Linked DNA regions of Ovis aries: region 1 is linked to region 2. Evidence: chromatin contacts called from public Hi-C data. All regions are on one chromosome and are shown on one strand. Each heading gives the region's core, a stretch centred on a gene start, on an enhancer-like site or on the middle of the called end of the contact. The rest is flanking DNA. Distances are from core to core; before and after follow the strand shown. Region 1 overlaps SPEF2 (sperm flagellar 2). Region 2 overlaps CAPSL (calcyphosine like).

Region 1 (4,718 bases), core at 372-2,871, 180 kb before region 2:
GGCTCGGTGAGAGGTACTTGAATGAAATGGCCAGGTAAAGAACTGCAAGACATTTTAAGTATTTTGAGTATTTACTTTGCTAATGCCTGAAGACTAAAATTGACCAAAAAATGTTAAGATGTTTACAAATGTGAATTATATTTATAAATAGAATTCTGACCTCCCAGGGACGGCAGAGCCTGGTGGGCTGCCATCTATGGGGTAGCACAGAGTCGGACACGACTGAAGCGACTTAGCAGCAGCAGCAGCAGCAGCAGCAGGAAATCACCTATATGCTTGTGTTGCTTCTTTTTAACCATAGTTAAGTCATGTATCAAAGGGCACTACTACACATTATTTATGATAGTTTGGTTCTCACACTGCTCCATGAGGACCTTAGTGTACCAGGTAAGCATATAAGCAATTTAAAATTATTCTTTAGACATGATATAAAATTTCATATCTTTCTAATGACAGGCATCTTATTAGTCAGGGCCAGTGAGCGGGAGATGGAGAAGGCATTTAGAGGAATGCTTTCCCCGTTAGGCTGATTCCCTCGTGACAGCCAGTTTACTTTTCTGTTAGATTCTACAGGCTTTTTAGATCCTCATTTGTAGTGAGGAACAGAACTGTAGTCTAGAGCAGAAACAGACCTGTGACCGATCATTGTTCTTTATGGGGAGGTACAGGTCCTTAGGGAACATCTCATCCTCTTAATTCTCCCCTGAAAGGTGTAAGAAAGCAACTCAGCAGAGCAGAAATGCCCTCAACAGTCAGGAGACCAAGAGATGGGGACTCTCTCCTTGTCCACAAATTACAGCACGCCTAATCACTTCCAACCCCACAAGCCTCATCTGTAAAAGAAAACACTCCAACCAGGCTCTTCTAGAGGTTTCTGCTAGATTCTGGGCCACACCACAGTTTTCAATAAACATTTACTGATAAGTTGTAAGTCACGGCATACATAGAATACAAACGGCAAGTGTTCTTAGAAGCAACGTGAGCCAGCTAGAAGATGGTTAGTATGGTTTGTTTTCTCCAGTTCTTGCCTCATTGTGAAAGTTCTGTTGTAAAATCCTCAGCTTCATTGTTTGTATCTAAGTTTCTCTCTCTCACACACACACACATGCACACACATACCCCTCAGCCTGGTCACCTCATTGCCATAATGCTTAAAATAATTAGACAGTTACTCATAGAACAGTGATGTACAGTCCTCATCTCTGCCTGCCACTTACAAATGAAAGCATATCTTATTCATTCTTAGGGTTCGCAGCGCCCATCCTTGTGGTCACTAAGTGTAAATGCTGACTTTTATCTGACAGGTGCATATTTCTCAGATGGGTTGTATGTGTGCGTCTCTCTCTGATACCTGAATATGGCCACAAGAAATGAAAACCTAGTACTGTTCAGCTATGCTGTTAGTTTTTGGTTCTTGCAAAAATCCTCCAGTGGCAAGAAAAAATTAATAGGGAGACCTAACGGATCTCTTTCAACTTCGAATCCCACTTTCATTCTCCTGGCATTTCTCCTTCAGTTCAGTTCAGTTCAGTTCAGTTGCTCAATCATGTCCGACTCTTTGCACTCTACCCTTTTGAGGGTACTCTTCATAACCTTCCACTAGATGGCGCACTTATTTTGATAACCTGGTTCTGGCTGGGTCTCTGCATGCATTTGGCGTCCCTCCTAACCCAGTGCCCCTTCTCTGCCCCACCCTACAAACACCATCAAGCAGAAAGTACCTAGATAATACCTACTATATGGGCACTCACAAACACCTCACTAATACAGTGTACTGGAATTAAATTCAAGATTGTCTTTTGAAAGAAAATGACTAATACGATTTTTTTGTTGTTGTTTATTTTGGTGTTCCTGAGTTATATACAAGCAGATTAAATATGCACTTTTCTGCCATGTTCAATCTTTATTGCAAGATATAAGATTCTTTCTGTATTACAGTGATATTTTAGTTATTGTATAAAACTTCTCTGGCCTTTAAAGTAGCCTTTAGTTAGATCCATAACTATAATCCCTCCTGCTGCTGCTAAGTCGCTTCAGTCGTGTCCAACTCTGTGCGACAGCAGCCCACTAGGCTTCCCTGTCCCTGGGATTCTCCAGGCAAGAACATTGGAGTGGGTTGCCATTTCCTTCTCCAATGCATGAAAGTGAAAAGTGAAAGTGAAGTCGCTCAGTCGTGTCCGACTCCTAGCAACCCCATGGACTGTAGCCTACCAGGCTCCTCCATCCATGGGATTTTCCAGGCAAGAGTACTGGAGTGGGGTGCCATTGCCTTCTCCGAACTATAATCCCTAAGAAAGCCTAAATCCATGCCCTATGTGATTTCAAATTAATAACCATAAGGTATGGAGTTATGTGTTTTGGGCTCCCTTGCAAAAATGAGGAATTTGGAGAGCTTAAGTCACTAACTCAAGGACCCAGGGCTGGAGACGGTGTACAATGAGAGCACAGCTTCCAGGGTTCTTTCCACTGCACCACAGTCACTCTAAACTGTGGCTGCTTATACCATGTGATTTAGCTGGGAATTACTATTCACCAGGTTTCCCAGATGACTCAGTGGTAAAGAATCCGCCTGCAATGCAGGAGATGTGGGTTCAGTGCCTAGGTCAGAAAGATTCCCTGGAGAAGGTAGCGGCAACCCACATCAGTATTCTTGCCTGGAGAATCCCATGGACAGAGGAGCCTGGTGGGCTACAGTTCATTGTGTCACAAAAGAGTTAGACACAACTAAACAATACCAACAACGTTATTCTCCATAAACATAGGAAAGCAATTTCAGCAGGCTTTGTCAGAGTCCATTCTGTCAAATGGGTCTTAGATAACATCAAACTCCTTGATATAAAGTTGGAAAAAAGCCATTTTTCTTGAAATCCATTATCAACTTTAATTCACTTTACATACAACTTGTCCTCATTTCAAATAAATGTGTTATACTAATAGTCATATTTTACAGGTTTTTCTGTCATATAACCTTATTCTGGTCCATATTTAGAATGAAATATATCTCTTGACATAATCTTGCCTAATACTAATAAAATCATTTTAGTGGAATCTCTTTTTGTTCAGTTTTGTATAAAATGTGGGACTAAAAAAATAAAATAAAATGTGAGACTATTAGCCCTGTAATGAGCATGTATTTTACTTCTAATCTATGTTTATTTATTTTTATCCTACCTTTGTACAAATGGACTTGAGGATAAATTAGAATTTTTAAACATGCAGACTGAATTTTCTAACTTAGCTATATTTTCTAATGTGTTAACTCTTTGTGTATATCTAGGAAGAAAACACTATTAATCTGATAGTATTTTCAATGAGGATAAACCTATTCATGTTTCTATTTTCAGTGTGGAAAAACTAACTGGGGTAGCTCGCTATCACATTGAAACATCAACCAAAATTCAGAATGAACTTTATTTAGACCAAGAAGACTTCTTCATTAATGGCGATATCAAAGTCTTTCCAGATCCACCTCCTCCGGTACGCCCTCCGCCTGTGGAAAAGGAGGAAAATGGCACCCTGACCATGGAGCAGCTTGACAACCTCCGGGATCAGTTCTTAGATATAGCGCCCAAAGGTAGGAAAAGTGATTATTGTGAAAAGAGGAAAAAAAAAAAAAAAGTTTGAGGTTAACCAGGAAGGCAATCACCTGTCCACAAGTAAGACAGCCTTCTGGGGTCGTGTGGTGCTAAAATGAGCCCTTGCTTCATTCTAATTTATCTAGTATTTGCTTCATACAACATAGATCTGAATTAAACAGAGCAAAACAGTGTCTAACACTTTGGCGGTATGGCGACTCTCATCCCTGGTAATTCTCCTCTTTGCTCTCCCTGCCCCTGGCTAGCCATTTGGCAAACTTGAGCATTACTTCATCTGGCAGTCAAGAGGCAGCCTTCATGCATCCTTCAAGTTTAAGTTTCATTGGGAATTTACTGGGATTATGAGCTATGTTTCTATCTTCCCCAACTAGTCTAGGGAGGGAGACCAGGGAGTAGAGAATTTCCCATTTATGCATGCCTTTTCCTTCCATGTTCTGTAGACCAAGAGTAGAACCTTTGTGAGCACATACTTGCTTAATCAATTGACGAATTAATCTGTTCACATGTAAGTGGACACATTATTTTCTGCACACAAATTCTTGATTTCCTTCACATTTTATTATTATGACTCTGTAACACCTACATAGGCTTTTTTTTTTTTTAAGCTTTGGATGTTTCTACTTATAGATATTCAGCAGTGAGTGCCGTCAACTGACAGCACACGTAATTCAGACAGAACATGGAGGATCATCATCTCCGTTTTATGGGTCAGGATACTGAGTGGCAGAGCAGTTGAGAACTTGCCTATGGTCACATAGCCCTCAGGACACTTCAGGTTCAAAGATCTTGTCCCTTCTCGCTGAACCAAGTTGCCTCACATGAAGAGGCTTGTCTTCCAACTTACTGTCTCCTACTTACTGGAAAATCATTTGCTTTTCCCTAGAGAATAGTCAGCTGACCTTTGTCCATTACTAACACAATTTTACTTTCATAATGGTTGTACTTCACTTATTTTTTTCAGTATCCCCAGAAAACCACATTAGATCTCATTAGTCAAGAGAGTATTGCTTTACTTTAAGCCTAAAGACTTTCTTGCTAAGCCCAGTGGGTGAAATAGATGTAACCACTGTATCCCTGGGTAGTCCCCTACCCTGGGAAGTGTCACCTCATCTAATCAGCTTG
Region 2 (5,024 bases), core at 1,301-3,800:
GTCATTTCTCCAAACACTTTTTGAGCCAATCTTACCTGCTTTATTCTTTTATCTAGAATTTTCCATATTCCCTTTGACTGCAGATTTAATATTCTCCTTTTGGGTCTAAAGATTAATTTTTGATGCCTCTGTCTTCATGGAGATTTTCAGTATTGGGCTTTGATGATTCCTACAAGTAATGAGTATGTTTTCCTGGGTTGACTGGGTTTCCCTGGTAGATCAGTGGTAAAGAACCTGCCTGCCAATGCAGGAGACATGGGTTCAGTCACTGGATTGGGAAGATCCCCTGGAGAAGGGAATGACAACCCACTCCAGTATTTTAACCTGGGAAATTCTGTGGACAGAGGAGCCTGGTGGGCTACAGTCCATGGGGTCACGAAGACTCGGACGTGACTGAATGACGAAGTACACATGAATGCCTGGATTGACTGGTTAGTGTCCATTAGCACCTAATAGGTTCTCAGGACAGAAAAAGGTAAATAGACTCTCTCTCCTGAACAATAGCTGTATCTTTTTTCTACAGTTTGCCTTTTGTGTTTTAAACATTCAGAAACAGGAGAGAGGGTGGCTGCAAGGAAGCACTCCACTTTTTAAGGTCCATGAGCAACGTACTAACTGTACTGACACTGCAGCCGGGCACTGAGAATCCATACAACCGTGGAAAAGCCACGGAGCTGGGAGCCTGGAGACCCAGGTTCTGAGCCTGACTGCAACCCACTCCTAGTGAGGTCTGAGCAAATCTTGGGGCCTCCGGTTCCTCCTCCTCTGTTAAATGAAAAGATTAGATTAAATGATCTTTAAATTTCAGCTCTGCTCCAAGAAACACTAATCTTCCTATGAGCCCATTGACCCAGTTAATTGGGGAGATTCTAGAAATTTCTTTTTCAGGACGAGCTGTGAATAAAAGGAACAAGAGAGCTTGATAGATATGCAAAAAAAGTAATAATAACATTCACAGTGCAGAAAATACTGGTGTTACAAGGGTACTGCCCTTGACTCAAATGCTCCCCTCTGCCCCCAGGCCCCCAGGTGCTGGAACTTCCTCCTTTCATCAGCAATGATGACCCTCTTGCCCTCCAGGGCTGCTCCCTCCAATACAACCCAGAAGGTCTCCCTGCAAAATTCTCAACCCAAAGGTTTGTATGTAGGGGACGAGCTGTATAGGAAATACCCAGTAGAGGCAAATCCATGGACAGAACACAGACGGGCTGCTGCCGAGGCCTGGGAGGGGGCCATGGGAGTGACTGTTTCATGGGACAGGCTTTCCTTCTGCAGTGCTGGCACTTGATACAGATGATGGCGGCACAACAGGGAGATTCAACCGTACATTTTCAAATGCCTGATTTTATCAGGTGTGGATTTCACCTCATTGTTTTGACACCCTATGAGCTAATTACTCCTATGATTCATATTTCACAGATAAAGAAACTGACGAGCACAAAAGTCAGGCAACTTGCCCAGCTCCCACCATCATCATGGCTCACAGAAATTCACACACCATCAGGACTGCAGAACCCCAAAAGGTCATCCAGTGCCCCACCTTCCTCTGGCGACATGGAAACTGGAGCTTGTTGGTTAAGGAACCTGCCCCCAAATCCCAGCCAACAGTGAAACTTGGGGCGTCAGCAGGGCTCCACCATCTTTGTGAATACTTTTTGTATAAAAGCATTTTAAAGTGCAATTTGATGGCCCCCAGGCAGAAGAGAGCAGGGTAGAGTCTAGGAAAACACCCCACCTGATCTGTCTTTGCAGACGTCCCTACCGAGTGACCCCACAAACAGTTACCTCCAGAATCTAAGCTGATATACCCAGGGAAAAATGACATTCTCTCCTGCCATCCAGCCTACCATGGTACTTCAAATGCCTGTGTTAACTAGCCTTTTTAATCATTTAATGACCCAGTTCATCAAGAAGTAGCTAATATTTGTGATATTTCAAATATCACATGTGATAGTTTCAAAAAGTAAAAGTGTTCGTTGCTGAGTCTATCCAACTCTTTGTGAACCTGTGGACTGTAGCTCACCAGGCTACTCTGTCCTGCGATTTTCCAGGCAAGAATACTGGAGAAGGTTGCCATTACCTTCTCCAAGGGATCTTCCTGACCCAGGGATCCAACCCAGGTCTGCTGCATTGCAAGCAGACTCTTCACTTTCTGAACCACCAGGGAGGCACCACTGGAGCAAATTACTCCAAGAAGCAAGCCCTTGATTGAACAGCTTAGAATCGTGAACTTGGAGTATTGAACTCCTCTAATTAGCAAGGCAGGAAACAAAATTTGCTAAGAACTGAGGGCTTTGGAAAATGGCAGGATGAGTCGAGTTTTGGTGAAGACCATACTCAAGCTTCTGAAGTCTGCATGAAGGTACCAGGGCAGAAGTCTGTTCCCAAACGTATTTCACCGGCATCACAGCACTGAACAAGCGTCCCTAACTCCAGACGACCCTCTCTCAGCCTGGAGGAGCCCGCGTGGGAACAAGAGAGCCCATCCAGCTGGGCCTGCGCGAAGCAAGAGGCTGCCCTCCGAAGCGCGTGACTGCAGCGCCACCTTGTGTTGGCATCGCGTCTGCGCCAGTTCTGTCCATTTCCTCAACAAATATCTAATAAGCTCTGGGCACTGGGCTAGGAGTCGGGCCGGAAGTGGGAAGACAGCTGAGCCAAGGGAACTCAGGAGATGCGGCTAAGCAGCCTTGGAGTGGGGCTTTCTCAGGATTTTTCAGAGGAGGTGAGGGTGGTAATCACCCAGGCCAGGGTCGTGGGAATGCGAGAAGCGAGAGAGCAGTTGTCTATTTCCCAAGTGCGAAGGCCAGAGTGAGGGGGAAAAAGAAAAGAAACGATGATAACTAGAGAAACAAAAGTATTTTAGTCTGATTGAAGACTAGGGGTGTCTGTAGTGGCGGGGGTGAGAAAGAGCCGTGGAGATCAGTCAGGGATTTGGGAAGGGGAAATTGGGAGAAAGATAAAACTGTGCAGGTGGGCAGGCATTATATCCCCTAGAGCCTCGGACACCATGGTAGTGAGTCTGGAGTCTGTCCTGAGGGGCAGGAGGCCACAAGTGTTTCAAGCGAGGGAGCAGCCGTTTGTACCACAGACCCCTCTGGATAAAGTGTGGGGAATGGACAGGAAGGTGGAACAGGCTGACTGTGGGAGGTGAAGCCAGACGGGCAACAACCAAATGAGAGCTCATGCTGCCAGGAAGGCGGTGTTGGCGGTGGGGGCAGAGAAGATAAAGAGATCCATCCAAGATGGAGAATAAGGGCCTACAGGCTGCGACGGGAGAAGGTCCCAGGCCCTACCCAGAGCTCTCCCTTGTAGCTTCACATCCCAAGCCCCATGGGGGCAGGCCTGGATATTTGGTGCACAGGATGAACCTCAGCAATACGTGAACCATGAACTTCCAGATGTTCAAGATGGTATTAGAAAAGGCAGAGGAACCAGAGATCAAATTGCCAACATCCGATGGATCACTGAAAAAGCAAGAGAGTTCCAGAAAAACATCTATTTCTGCTTTACTGACTATGCCAAAGCCTTTGACTGTGTGGATCACAATAAACTGTGGAAAATGCTGAAAGAGATGGGAATACCAGACCACCTGACCTGTCTCTTGAGAAACCTATATGCAGGAAAGAAAGCAACAGCTAGAACTGGACATGAAACAACAGACTGGTTCCAAATAGGAAAAGGAGTACATCAAGGCTGTATTTGTCAGCCTGCTTATTTAACTTCTATGCAGAGTACATCATGAGAAATGCTGGACTGGAAGAAGCACAAGCTGGAATCAAGATTGCCGAGAGAAATATCAATAACCTCAGATATGCAGATGATACCACCCTTATGGCAGAAAGTGAAGAACTAAAGAGCCTCTTGATGAAAGTGAAAGAGGAGAGTGAAAAAGTTGGCTTAAAGCTCAACATTCAGAAAACAAAGATCATGGCATCTGGTCCCATCACTTCATGGCAGATAGATGGGGAAACAGTGGAAACAGTGGCTGACTTTGTTTTTCTGGGCTCCAAAATCACTGCAGATGGTGATTGCAGCCATGAAATTAAAAGATGAGATGCTTACTCCTTGGAAAGAAATTTATGACCAACCTAGACAGCATATTAAAAAGAAGAGACATTACTTTGCCAACAAAGGTCTGTCTAATCAAGGCTATGGTTTTTCCAGTGGTCATGTATGGATGTGAGAATTGGACTATAAAGAAAGCTGAGTGCTGAAGAATTGATGCTTTTGAACTGTGGTGTTGGAGAAGACTCTTGAGAGTCCCTTGGACTGCAAGGAGATCCAGCCAGTCCATTCTGAAGGAGATCAGTCCTGGGTGTTCATTGGAAGGACTGATGTTGAAGCTGAAACTCCAATACTTTGGCCACCTGATGCGAAGAGCTGACTCATTGGAAAAGACCTTGATTTTGGGAAAGATTGAGGGCAGGAGGAGAAGGGGACGACAGAGGATGAGATGGCTGGATGGCATAACCGACTCGATGGACATGGGTTTGGGTGGACTCAGGGAGCTGGTGATGGACAGTGAGGCCTGGCCTGCTGCGATTCATGGGGTGGCAAAGAGTCGAACACGACTGAGCGACTGAACTGAACTGATGGATGGAGGCACATGCAGCAAAGCCAAAGGGGACTGGCCATGGTCACCATAGCTCCTGACATCAGACCCGGTTAAAGGCTCCGTCATCCCGCCGTCCTGAGACGCAGCTGCCTGCCACTAGCTAAGTAAGCTCTCTGCCTGCATTCCGGGAGCCTTTGTGGAATAGGTTACAGAAAGCTGAACATGCATGGAGGTCTGTCTCTTCATAATTCTCAGCAAGGTTCATGGAATCTCTCTTGCTGGATTCGGAGAAAAACTTGAAGAGAATCTTCAGGGATGAGAGAAATGCTCAAGTCCAGGGTTGCTCTTTATTGGGTTGTCTTTGGCGCCATCTAGTGGCATTGCAACCTCCCTTCCTGTGCCGGCTCTTTCTGTCTCTCTCTCTTTCTCTTCCCCTCCCTCCCTCTTTCTTCCCCGCCCCCCAACCCCC

What was found. A called contact is a pair of places that touch in the nucleus more often than the background predicts.
Region 1: a Hi-C map of liver shows a contact between it and region 2, with 7 times the contacts expected there. The contact joins two enhancer-like sites. A contact is called at or near these places in 8 of 16 Hi-C or Micro-C datasets (blood, hypothalamus, liver and 2 more).

What each region holds. Positions count from the first base shown.
Region 1 is chr16:38,566,099-38,570,816 of ARS-UI_Ramb_v3.0, reverse strand. It overlaps SPEF2 (sperm flagellar 2), which reads left to right. Exons shown (of 37, transcript XR_003591923.3): 28 at 1-34; 29 at 3,345-3,574. Among named protein-coding and RNA genes, the nearest start is that of IL7R, 87 kb to the right of the region's middle. Within about 2 kb of position 1,621, at least 4 of the 54 cell types and tissues checked have an H3K27ac peak or open chromatin away from gene starts, as enhancers often do. A contact at or near this core is called in liver, where this site is marked.
Region 2 is chr16:38,389,142-38,394,165 of ARS-UI_Ramb_v3.0, reverse strand. All of the region lies in intron 1 of CAPSL (calcyphosine like), which reads right to left. Among named protein-coding and RNA genes, the nearest start is that of CAPSL, 16 kb to the right of the region's middle. Within about 2 kb of position 2,550, at least 3 of the 54 cell types and tissues checked have an H3K27ac peak or open chromatin away from gene starts, as enhancers often do. A contact at or near this core is called in liver, where this site is marked.